Regions from separate parts of the Rattus norvegicus genome. Here region 2 is linked to region 1. A link is a contact called in public Hi-C data. All regions are on one chromosome and are shown on one strand. The core of a region is the stretch at or near the end of the contact, and the rest is flanking DNA. Distances in the headings are between cores, read along the strand shown.

What was found. A called contact is a pair of places that touch in the nucleus more often than the background predicts.
Region 2: a contact with region 1 is called in a Hi-C map of the A7r5 cell line, with 11 times the contacts expected there. The contact joins two enhancer-like sites. A contact is called at or near these places in 8 of 12 Hi-C or Micro-C datasets (the A7r5 cell line, Schwann cells, frontal cortex and 3 more).

What each region holds. Positions count from the first base shown.
Region 1 is chr11:39,546,426-39,552,881 of GRCr8, reverse strand. No RefSeq gene overlaps it. Among named protein-coding and RNA genes, the nearest start is that of N6amt1, 520 kb to the left of the region's middle. Within about 2 kb of position 2,246, at least 9 of the 93 cell types and tissues checked have an H3K27ac peak or open chromatin away from gene starts, as enhancers often do. A contact at or near this core is called in the A7r5 cell line, where this site is marked.
Region 2 is chr11:39,959,458-39,965,857 of GRCr8, reverse strand. No RefSeq gene overlaps it. Among named protein-coding and RNA genes, the nearest start is that of N6amt1, 110 kb to the left of the region's middle. Within about 2 kb of position 3,302, at least 8 of the 93 cell types and tissues checked have an H3K27ac peak or open chromatin away from gene starts, as enhancers often do. A contact at or near this core is called in the A7r5 cell line, where this site is marked.

The DNA.
Region 1 (6,456 bases), core at 997-3,496:
TGTTAATAAATTCAATTTTATCCAAAGTTGACAACCAAGACCAGCCATGGCAACATATAATATGGATAATGAATAGGCAACAAAACAAAACAAAAAAACCTGATGCTTCTGGTCATTTTCAGGAGTCAGAATCAACCACCTCAGTAGTATTGTTTTATAGCAGTTAGAGTTTCCACTGTTATGGATTTCAAAACCTCTTTTTATTTTACATGTTTACATATTTCATTACCATAATTTCATTATGGTATTCATAGATAGGAAAGTATTTGTGTGTGTGTTAAAAAGAGAGAGAGAGAGAGAGAGAGAGAGAGAGAGAGAGAGAGAGAGAGAGAGAGAGAGAAACTTTGGGTCTAAAAGTTCTAAAGGAATATCTAACACTTCTAAATTCTGTTCTTGAAGATCATGCAGCAATATGGGGCATTTCAATGTCAGTATAATAAACCATGGCTGCATTTTTAAAGCTTCCAAAGTAATGGAATCCTGAATGAGGAAATCCAATCACAGAACAAAACACAGGGTGTGCAATTATGCAGTCACTGATAAGTGGATATTAGCCCCAAAGCTCGAATTATCCAAGATACAATCCACAGACCACAGGAAGCTCAAGAAAGTAGGACAACCAAAGTGTGGATGCTTCAGTCTTTGTTAAAAGGGGGAAAATACTCATAGTAGGAGATATGGGTACAAAGTTTGGATCACAGATTGAAGGAATGGCCATTCAGAGTCTGCCCCACCTGGGGATCCAGCCCATACACATACAGCCACCAAAACCAGACAATATTGATGAAACCAAGACGTGCATGCTGACAGGAGCCTGATATGGCGTCTCCTGAGAGGCTCAGCCAGAGCGTGACAAATACAGAGGTGAATGCTAGCAGCAAACCACTGAATTGAGAATGGGAGGAGTTAGAGAAAGGATTGAAGGAGCTGAAGGGGCTTATAACCCCATAAGAACAACAATACCAACCAACCAGAGTTTCCAGGGACTAAACCACTACCCAAGGAGCACTCATGGACAGACCCATGGCTCCAGCTGCATATACAGCAGAAGATGACCTTGTTGGGCACCAATGGGAGGAGAAGCCTTTGGTCCTGCCATGGCTGGAACCGCCCAGTATAGGGGAATGTCAGGGCAGGGAGGCAGGAAGGGGGTGATTGGGGAGGGGAACACCCTTATAAAAGAATGAGGAGGGGAATGCGATAGGGGGCTTGTGGACGGGAAATTGGGAAAGGGCATAACATTTGAAATGTAAATAAAAAATATCAAAAAAAAAAAGTAATGGAATCCACTGTCGACATCTGAGTGCTGCAGGAGATTTACTGACTTCACAGAGATGGGTAGACTTGTTGGGGGGTAATGTGCTGGTAATGTCCGCAAGAAAAGTTTTATATACTTAGTCTGTTTTAATGATTTCTAAGCAAATCTGGTGGTGGCGGTGCTGCTTTGTTTTCATTGGTCAAGAACCATGAAGTGGAAGGAAGTACGGCTCTCCAAAATTATATCAGTTCCTGCAGCTCTTCCTTTGAGTCAGGAATATCAGATGGGCAAGCCTAGAACAATGCAGCCTAACGTCTATGCCGGCTCAGCCTGTTAGCCTTCTTACTGGCAAGGACTTGCACAGGTACAAGGGCCCTGACCTCAGACGTGTTTGTTAGGGGAAGGATCAATGGGTCACGGTTAGCCTGGAAATCCGCTCATTTTGTATTATCAGAAGCTCCATTTTATATTAACATCACATTGTATGGATGTGTTGGCAAAGCCTGTCTAATAGGAGACTGACTGTAGGATCAAAATCTAAAAGCAAGAATAGATTGATTCAGATAATGGAAGTGATGATAATAGAGACCCAGTTCTCCCTCTGAAGACGAGCAGCTTGCAGCCAGGCAGATGTATCTAGCAGTGGGCGGTGCCTGCCCTGAAAACACCTATCACAGTCCGTGATCTCAAATGCAAAGCCAAGACCAGTTCTCAAAATCCCTTTTCTGCCAAAAGATTACCTCAGAAACCTTCAGGCACAGAATTCACGGTATGACTGGACACACTCCATAATATCTGGTGTTGCTTCTATAGCTGATATAATTTTGTGGACTCAGTACTGAGTGACAGAGTAGTGTAATACTTTGTCTCTCTACTGAGATTTGGGACACGTTTATTTCTCCAGAGTGGAGGAATTCTCTCTCATGTACTTAGCATTTCGAGGATACCGAAAGTTCATGCTGGGTTGGCAGATTAACGCTGGGACATTCCGATGCTCTTTCTAATATCCGTGACTGTTCTTACGCTGCTTAGATTTTGAGAATAGCTAAGAACTAAAGTCACCTTTTGAATATTTATGTACAATAGGGAAATCCCCTCAGCAACATGCCTGACATTTAACAACATGCCGAAAATACTTTTGATTTCATGTAACGAATCAAAGCATTTTAAAAGTGTTTATGGCTTTAAGCTTTTTTCTAAATCTAAGCACCCCAAGCAGAAAGTTTTTGAAGCGTTGACTTTATTGGGTGAATAATGCACTAAAACTTAGAGAAAATGTTATGGCTCTAAAATTTGAAAATTCCATGTAGTTTCTAATGATTAGTGATATTCTCTTGCCTTCGTCTGTCACTTTCTCTGACTTCCAATTTCTGCTTGAAACTGTAAAAGAATCGTCTCAGAGTAAAAGTCCATGGGGAACAGGTTAAATCATGGACACAGTGGTGACTTCAAGAATGTCATGTGTTCTGGAGTTTAACTGCTTCTTCATGGGGACCACAGCCTGAAGTGGAGGTCTCCCTCCTAAATGCTACTGCAGAAGCTCGAAGGCTAGTTTCAGAACTTTTCTCAATTTTTCACTCCAACTAGCACTCCACAGGAACAGAGGGGCTCTTCTTGGACACAAGATGGCAGTAGCACACCGTTCACATTGGCCATTTCCTCAGAAGGATGTAGTCACAAAATCAGTTGCTTTGTGGTAAGTTAAAAGTCCTTGTGGAAGCAGAGGGAGTGGGCCCTTTAAGAGTCTGACTAGTACAATAACCACCTTCTCCTTACCACCCCAACTGCCATATCTATACATTTCTGATGTATTTCTTCCACGACCTTCAAGATTCAGTAGTAGGGAACAGAATGATACAAAAAGTCCAGCAGCCCGAATATCAAGGAAAGATGTGACTAAAGAAAGTGAGGTCAACTGTTGTGAAGATGCCCCGAGTCAACCTTGGGGGTACATATTGTGTTCTCACAAGTGCAGTAGGATTGTGGTGCTAGGTGGTGATGGTCAACTAGGTTCGTGGCAATCTATTGTTATTATTGGGTTATTTTACTTTTTCTTCTATTTTAGGGAAGTTTGGAGTTTTGCTTTTCCTAATTTTCTGAGTTCAACACACACACACACACACACACACACACACACACACACACACACACACACACTGGTTTTTCACCAGTTACACAAAAGATTTAAAAATATTATCTTGCTTTTCCTTTGTTTTTATTTTATTAAAATGTGGCAAAATACAGTATGTATGCTTTCATGTATCAATTAGTCATTCGATTAAGAATATGTAAGAAAACTTTTTTTTTACAGAGTCACATATGGTTTCAATTAAAGTTTTGTTGTTTGTCTTTCAAAATCTTCATAAAAACACTGAGAAACGAATCCTTACTCTGGCATAAGGATCAATTGAGCTACAAGTATCTGTGATTGGCTCGTGAAAACTTGGAAATAATAATACAGAATGGGGGGGAAGGGGGAACGAGCCCAGGATGATTCTAGAATTCTGATTCAGAGTTACGGTTTTCCTGTTGGCAGAAAATTTCTGGTGATTTTCCCAGAAGCACAAAGCTGCCCTGACAATACAGAATCAACGCAAGGTGGCAGAATGACTTTTCAGAACCATTTGACTCTTAGTGTACTCAACGTTTAGACAAGTTGCTAAAAAGTAGCTATCATGAACTAAGAACAGTTGGAGACATGCTACATGCTCTCCGAGTTTTGTGGAGTGAGCAAAGAATACACATTAGAGTAATCCTATTGTGCTGGTTTTCACCTTACAGAAAAAAGTAGAACTTTTAGCAACTTTTACTATTGTTTCACTATATCTTTTGTAAGTCACTAGTAGTCTCTTAATTATTCTTGTGATTTAGCAGCAAATCTGCTTGTTACAATGAGGTTCTTAAAACGTTTGAAACTGTTTTAACATTCAGATTTTTAACAGACATCATTTGGAGCACCACTTCACTCGAGATTTTACGTGCGGGTTAATATCAGCTTTTCTATAATAAATTAAACCTCTATAATGAAGCAAATGTAATACCTATGGCTGGGGGAAATACCATCGTGAAGGCCGTGCACTCAAGTTGACAGTGTATAAAAATACGCAACCTGAGGTCAGTCTTGATTATTTCTATAGGCCCAGCATAAGAATGTTTACTTAAATTTATCTGAAAGGGTTAGAGTAATAAAAGTATTTATGAAGCCCTGCTACACTATAAAATATTTACTTGGGTGGAATTGTAAAGCTTGTCAGAAAAGGTACCTAAAGGTGAGTAAAACTTGGAAAAAAATAACTCCTGCTGTTGAATGGCTATAAACAACTGCCATTCATCTTCCATTGTGAATGCTTATGAAAAGACAAATGTTTGGTAGCAGATTGATATACTTAGATGCCGTTAACAGGACTATTGCATTTCTGACAAAGTATCTAACAAAATCCCCAGTGGCAGGCACGAGAAACCTTCTTTCAAGATATTTGAAAACCTTCTTTCAAGATATTGAACTATTGTCCGATAGTTCAGGTGACTCCCAAAATAATGTAGGCAACTGTTGGGTTGGGATGATGCATCCCAGAGGTTGAAGTCTCAGAAGGGACCACCCTTAGGTTATGGGATCCAGATGATACTAACTGCATGTAACCTGATGTACTTCTTCCCGTGGATGAGTTTCCTTAGTACCAGAAAGTACTATGCAACTTGCCAAGGGAGGGAGGGAGTCAGTAGCCTTATCCAGTTGTGACACCTGTAAACTGTAACTTGGATCACCATGTCAAGGCATCCCTAAACATACAGCACTGGCACTCATGTCCTGATGGTAGCCAACCTCTGTGAAGTTAGATTTAGAATATACTCAGTGAGAGGGAACTCATGCGTGCTACTGGCAGTCTAGCTAACTATCCAGATCATGGACCCTGGAAGAAAACCTACTGGGAATACCACAGAAGAGGAGGCAGAAAAAAAATGGTCAGAGCTAGAGAACCTGGCTATCTGCTTTGCGATTATGACACCTAGAATCAACAGGAAAGTTACTGTTGAGAATTCAACAGTATAGCTGTTTAATAAGACTCAAATAATGACAGTTCCAGCAGACATGCTAATAAAGAAGGAGAAAAATCCCAGGATGGTCCACTCGTGCAGGAACAACTACAGACAGTTTATAAGCAAGAGTGAGAAATAGCCTCTCCCAGAGATGAAGGCCCTAACTGGTTATCCAAGACAATGAAGTCAGGCTGAAATCACACACACTAGACAAATTCCATAGGTTGTTTAAGTCCATGTATATGTTAGGAATGGGAGGGAGGAATCAAAATAGAGGAAGCGGGTTTAATTATATTTTAATTAAAATGATTTAAATGAAAATAAACAAAACCAAAAACCAAAGGAACACTCCTAAATTCTTTTTTTTTTTAATTAACTTGAGTATTTCTTATATACATTTTGAGTGTTATTCCCTTTCCCGGTTTCCGGGCAAACATCCCCCTAATCCCTCCCCTTCCCCTTCTTTATGGGTGTTCCCCTCCCCATCCTCCCACCCTTGCTGCCCTCCCCCCAACAATCTAGTTCACTGGGGGTTCAGTCTTAGCAGGACCCAGGGCTTCCCCTTCAACTGTTGATCTTACTAGGATATTCATTGCTACCTATGAGGTCAGAGTCCAGGGTCAGTCCATGTATAGTCTTTAGGTAGTGGCTTAGTCCCTGGAAGCTCTGGTTGCTTGGCATTGTTGTACATATGGGGTCTCGAGCCCCTTCAAGCTCTTCCAGTTCTTTCCCTGATTCCTTCAACGGGGGTCCTATTCTCAGTTCAGTGGTTTGCTGCTGGCATTCGCCTCTGTGTTTGCTGTATTCTGGCTGTGTCGCTCGGGAGAGATCTACATCCGGCTCCTGTCGGCCTGCACTTCTTTGCTTCATCCATCTTGTCTAATTGGATGGCTGTATATGCATGGGCCACATGTGGGGCAGGCTCTGAATGTGTGTTCCTTCAGTCTCTGTTTTAATCTTTGCCTCTCTATTCCCTGCCAAGGGTATTCTTGTTCCCCTTGTAAAGAAGGAGTGAAGCATTCACATTTTGATCATCCGTCTTGAGTTTCAATTGTCCTAGGCATCTAGAACAAGCATTTGGGCTAATAGCCACTTATCAATGAGTGCATACCATGTGTGTTTTTCTGTGATTGGGTTACCTCACTCAGGATGATATTTTC
Region 2 (6,400 bases), core at 2,053-4,552, 410 kb before region 1:
GGAGGAGGAAGAGGAAGAGGAGGAGGAGGAAGAAGAAGAAGAGGAGGAGGAAGAGGAGGAAGGAGAAGGAGGATAGAAGAAGAAACAGAGGAAGAAGAAGAGGAAGAAGAGGAAGGAGAAGGAGGAGGAGAAGAAGAAACAGAGGAAGAAGAAGAGGAAGAAGAGTGATTAAAGGAAATCTGTTCCCCTGAAGACAATAAGAGACAAGCTAAAGAGGAAAGTGTAAAAAAGTATGGAATAATTTGCCCAAATAGCAATCATTTAGTGGAGCATATGTCTTGATGGTTTGGGGCAACATGAATAATTCAGTTGTTCTCCAAGTCTTCGGAGGAAATTGAATGGAAATTTTGTAGAAGCTCTGAGAACAGGGCAGTACCATTCCCAGTCCTTACAGCCTCTTGCGGACAGTGGAAAGGGGCTAGACTCTTAAGTGCAGGTTAGCTCTGTGGAGTGGATAATCGTGCCTTTCCAGAGGATGAAACAACTTTTTCTGTCTCATATGTCCATCGAAGTGCTGCATTCAAGAATCTTTATGAATTCTTCAGATCCTCTTAAAACCACAACGGATTATAGCAATGCCCACAGCCAACAGCAATAACCAAACAGCAACAGACACCATTACAAAACGGATATTAGGGCAGCTGAAGTCTCAGTGGTTATGAGGGCCGGCGGCTGCTCTTGTAGAGGATACAGATTTGTTTTCCAGTACCCACAATGTGTCTCTCACACATTTGTGAGTCCAGGTCGGAGGGATCTGACATCCGGTTCCGCCCTTTTCGGACAGCAGGCATGCGCATGGTATATACACAAACACGCAGGGAAAACAAAACCACATAAAACAAAAAGAAACAAATATTTTAAAAGTAAATGATTTTTATTTTGTGTATGTTAGTATTTAACCTACACATGTGCCTGTTGGTTCCCCTGGGACCAGAGTTACAGGGAGTTGTGAGCTGCCATGTGAGTGCTGGGAGTTGAGCCCAGGTCCTTTGGAAAAGAAGCCAGTGCTCTTAATTGCTGGGCTATCTGTCCAGCTCCAAGAATCAAATCTTTAAAACAACAGATATTACAGCACTAACTCTCAAAACTCACGTGAAATTTCTAGTATTAATCAGAAAAGCAAAGAACTGAGCCCAACAAGTTCAGTCCTGGATAGAGACTGGTTCGAAGGAAAATGTTTTGAAAATACCCACATCCTTACCTCCATTTCTCTATACAAGATCAAGTTAATTTTAATGCATATTTCCATACTTACCCAGTGGCCCATGGTGCTAATTATAGCTAGAGACACCGAGCCTTTGTAGTCCCGTTTTTGCATTTTTTGACACATTGGAATGTGGGTCCTTGGTCAGGTTCAATGGCAGGGTTAACCAAGCCATTGCCAAGATACTGGAACCCCATTCTGGGTCTGATACACAGCTCTGGCTTCCGTGCATCAGAGGAGCCTCCCGTAGCCAGGCACCCTGTCAACCCACGCAGCTCCCCTTCTCTCAGCACATCTGCACCTTATACATTGTGCCTTGGGTCCTACAGCCTTTGCCGCTACTCAAGACCACCATCTTCTCTCTCTGCTCTATTACAAGCATCTATGGCATTTCCCTTAGTGGCAGCAGGGTGACCCCCCTTTTTCTAGGCTTCACACCGTCCAAAGGCTTTTCTTCTTATCTAATATATCGCCCTGCTCCATTATGGTCGGGCTTACTGGGCTGGCCCTCTGTGTTTCAGTGAGTCTGACTCTGGAGCTCCCCTCTCCAGCTTTTTGTTCCTATCATGAACGTTGTCTATGCTTTTCCGGCAGCCAGATGCCTTTCCTCTCAGGGCTTTTGCACCAGCTCTTCATTTCTTTCTGGAACGCCCTCCACAGATCATCACACGAGCAGATCAAACATTTACTTAGATCGGGCAGAGTTTAATTTCATCTCTCAGAGTACTCAGTGCCAAAACAGCTCCTCTTTGTCAGCACGTACTGAAAGGAGAAAAATCATTTTCTTTCTTACTTTGAAATATTTTTTTTATTTAGTTGTTTTTCTTCTGCGCACGCGTGTCTTAAAGAGCAGGCATGTGTATAGAGCTCAGAGGACAACTCTTAGGAGTTGCTTTCTCCCCTGCCTTGTGGGATTCAGGGCCTGGACTCAGGTCAGGAGGCGTCCACGCCGCACCTTTATACGTGGAGTCTCCTCCATGTGCCAAACCTAGCAGCTTTTGTTGGATGGACACAGGGTGTCAGAATTCCTACCGCCCAGCATCACGCTTCCTTGCTATCTGCTAGCTTACTGGAAAGGGAGAATGAACCCAGCGCTAAGAACCACTGACTCTGAAGTCAGATGTCACAAGGCCATGCTGGATGTGTGGCTATGGGCCGGGCGACCTCCAAGGACCTCGGTTTCTTCCTCTGTAAAGTAAATGAGAGGTAATCCTAAAATGTGTAAACATGTCAACAGTGACAAGATACACACAACCCCATCCGCATAAAAATGTCAGCTCTATCTACTCGGGGTAGGGTGTAGCATGAGTATGTTCTTCTGATGACCATTTAGATTAATTCTGTAGGTATGCTGTCTAAAGCGTTTGTAAGCTTTAGATATTATACACGCCTACACTACAGATTCGGTCTTAGTTACTGTCATGCCCCTGCAACTTGACTGAGTCACATAGAAAATGTTATGGATTTAGCAAAAGAAAGTAAGCTAAACGCCACTCGCTCCTTAGTTGTCTGTCCAGCTCCAACCGGGTTCCCTACCAGGGTTAATGGTTTTTGAAGTGCCATTACCCGGAGCTTCCTGAAGGTGGCGCTGGAGCTCCAACATTGGAAAAACACTGCTGCTCTTGAGGGCAGTTAGGCTAAGATTTGAAAGTTAGCCATGGGCTTAAAATTCCTTTCCTTATTATTCTTGCTGAGATGTGGCTTGTGACAGGTTGGGAACCTGATCAAATACGAATGACAGCTGATGGAATAATAAAACATTTTGCTTTTCTTATTCTTTAAGACCTCAGGTAGACGAGCAACTCCACAATAGTTAGAATGAAGCAGAATGGGTAGTGAGGTGACAAAGAGGACAGGCAGCAGGGAGAACAGGGTGACCTCTTAGTGTGTGTGGAAGCACAGCCAGAAGTTCAGGGAGGAGTTCTCTAAATGGTCAGGCAGGCCAGGGTTTCCCCTGCCCCACGTCCGTGTTCGGAGGGGTACATTTTTTAGGAAGTAAAGATGCATGAGTGTCAGAATCTACTCTGTCTACACCTACAAATCGTTGTGTCTGCTTCCGGGCTGACCAATGAAAGGATCCTAGGTATATAGTTTTGAGTTGTCTCTTGAAAATGGACATATTTCACAGTGGCCACCAGATGGTATCATTGCACCATAAAATGCAGTTGAGTCTATCTTGTAAACTTTTTTTTTTCCTCTTTTTGGAGACAAGGTTTCTCTGGGTAGCTCTGGTTGTCCTGGCTGTTGCTGGGTACTCCAGAGTGGCCTTGAACTCAGAGATCCACCTGTGCCATTACCTTATAAGCTCATAAGAAGTACTAAAATCATGTCTGCTCCACTCCTGTGAGTGGGAATAACGGTCAAAGGAGCCACCATTCTGTCCTTGAACGTCTTCATTAATGAAGAACACATTGTGACAACAGCGGCTGATTAAGTTAATACTTCAGTTTCTTGAGGCCGACTCGAACACCTAAACTTTGAATTATTCATACAGTGAATGGTGTGATTTGACGTTATCAGCAAACCAGAAACAACTAATCAGGGTGTGAATGGAAGTGAAATATCCTCGCTGTTAGAGTATATCAGCTGCTGTAAAATTGCAAGTCAATTTTTTTAAACGTGTTTGGTTCATAATTTAGTCTTTCCGTCTTGCAGTCTAGGAGGTCGTCTAAAAGCAGCAGACTGTGTAGTGAGGTACAAACAGGTTCCTACTTCAAAGTTTGCCTCATCTGTATAACAAAGTTGAGACCAATCAACAGGAGACCTTATCTCAACAAAACACAGAAAGCAAAGCAAAGCAAAAACAAAACCAGATTTATACATTTTATGACGAATCTGTCTAAGATTGCTTTCGATATATACACACGTGAGTTAGAAGAGTCTTGAAGCTTATTATAAAACGATATCTGGGGGCTGGGGATTTAGCTCAGTGGTAGAGCGCTTACCTAGGAAGCGCAAGGCCCTGGGTTCGGTCCCCAGCTCCGAAAAAAAAGAACCAAAAAAAAAAAAAAAAAACCAACAACAACAAAAAAACGATATCTGCAAACTCCCAGCACAAGCTTCACACATGAGAAGGGTTATAATGTACAGAGGCTGTGACTCACTGTATTACGAAATAATAAATTCACACAAAAGTCCTCTACTGGCGCAGGCAGGGAAGGCTGATGGGTGCGTGTTCAGAGCGCGGAGCCCCACTTTTAGGCGAGTAAGAAATGACTCTAGGTTACTCACTGCCCAGAAAGTGCTCAGCGATGGGGTGTTAACAGTGTCCAGTAACAGAGGGGAGGCCCTTGGTCCTGTGGAGACTCGATGTCCCAACGTAGGGGAACGCTAGGATAGCGAGGTAGGCGTGAGCAGATGGGTTGGGGAGCTCCCTCATAGAAGTAGGAGCATGGGGAGTACGGGAGAGGGAGTTTGCGGAGGGAAACTGGGAAGGGGGTAACATTTGAAATGTAATAAATAAAATAACCAATGGAGGGGGCAGTGTCCAGCAACAGCTCGTAGGTCTGACGCAGTAGTGGAGGAATGCATTGGGAGGAGTATCTACTGGCGTTGACTTACTGTCTCATTCTTCGACAACTTCAGAATTACAGGACATTCTGTGTCCTTGATGACACTGTAGCTTCAAAGCACCATTTACCGGCTACAGAAACGACACGGAAAAGAAAAAGATGGACCTTCTTTCAGGGATTGTTCACCGTCTGCGTCATGAGGCTCCTCCAAGTCCGCCCCTCGCGTCTGCTCCTCTTTCCTTTCTGAGCTGGTTTTTGTCTTTTGCTTTCTTATCGAGCGAGCAACTCCCCTCACCCATTCCCTCCCACCTCATAATCCGTCGTCTGGACTCCTAAGACAAGGGAGCGAATGTCTTAACCCGATGAAGTCCTCATCGGACACTGTTAGATTCCAATTACCATCAACCCCTTCTTCTTTCTCTGGGCTTTTCTTTCCTGATATCCCGAGGTCTTATAACTGTCCATGTTCTGTAAAGTTTGGGTTCAAGCAATAGACAGGAGCCTTATCCAGTTTCATATTTTGTTTCGGGGACTGAATGGTGTCCTCCCCAACCTGGCCCAGTTATGATGTTGAATTCTCACTCTGTAAAACTGCAGAATGTAAATGTGTTTGTCTTTGTTCGTTCGTTTGTTTTTAAAGGATAGAATAGAGTTTATTTATGGGCATGGGAAGGGGAGTTGAGAAGGGAGTAGAGACCGAGCGAGAGAACGAGAGAGCACGAGAGATAGAGAGCATGAGAGAGCGAGAGAGCGAGAGAGAGCAAGAGCGAGAGCGAGAGCGAGAGCGAGAGAGAGAGAGAACGAGAGAGCGAGAGAGCATGAGAGAGCGAGAGAGCAAGAGAGAGAGGGAGTGAGAGAGAGAACGAGAGAGCGAGAGAGCATGAGAGAGCGAGAGAGCAAGAGAGGGAGAGAGAGAGAGAGAGAGAGAGAGAGAGAGAGAGAGAGAGAGAGAGAGAGAGCACGCTCCGGGAACAGCTGGGGGGGGGAGGGGAAAGAGGGAGAAAAGGGTTAGGGAGAACAAAGGGGGTCAGAGAGAGAAAAGGGGCAGAGAGTGTAAATGCATTTGTAATTAGTGGAGCTAGGGTGTCTGGAGAAGTTATTAGGGGTTCAGGAAGAGAATCCGTTGACTGTAATACTGGCCTCACAATGGGGACCCCGCTGGCTCGTGATTTTAGCACTCAGTTAGCTACAGAGCAACATGGAGACTGTGGCCACCCATAAGCTGAGGAGAGGGGCCTCACAGGAAATCAACTTTACTCTTGGTCAGCTTCCAGCACGGTGAGAAACACATTTCTGTCGTCCAGGTCATTTACTCTGTGGCACTTCCTTGTGGCTGTCCTAGCAGAAAGGCTCCCTCCTTAGCTGGTGAACGTGAACTCCTCAGTGGAATGCACACCCTCTGTGCAGGGATATGCTGGTCATCTGAATTTTAGTGCCTGAGCTCCAGAAGCAAGGAAGCACTCTCCGGGAGGTCCTTTTTCTTTCTTTCTTTTTTTTTTTTGATTCCCCAAATGGGCTTTCCTGGCTTTGAGGACTCCCCCCCCCCCCCAGCCCCCAGACACTATGGCCTCGATGATGGTAGAGACAATCGTGTATGGAACAGATGCCCGGACGCAGTGTTTTAAAACAGCACTGTTGCATTTCTAGGAGACTCAGCGCAGCCATCCCTCCTTATATTATCCAG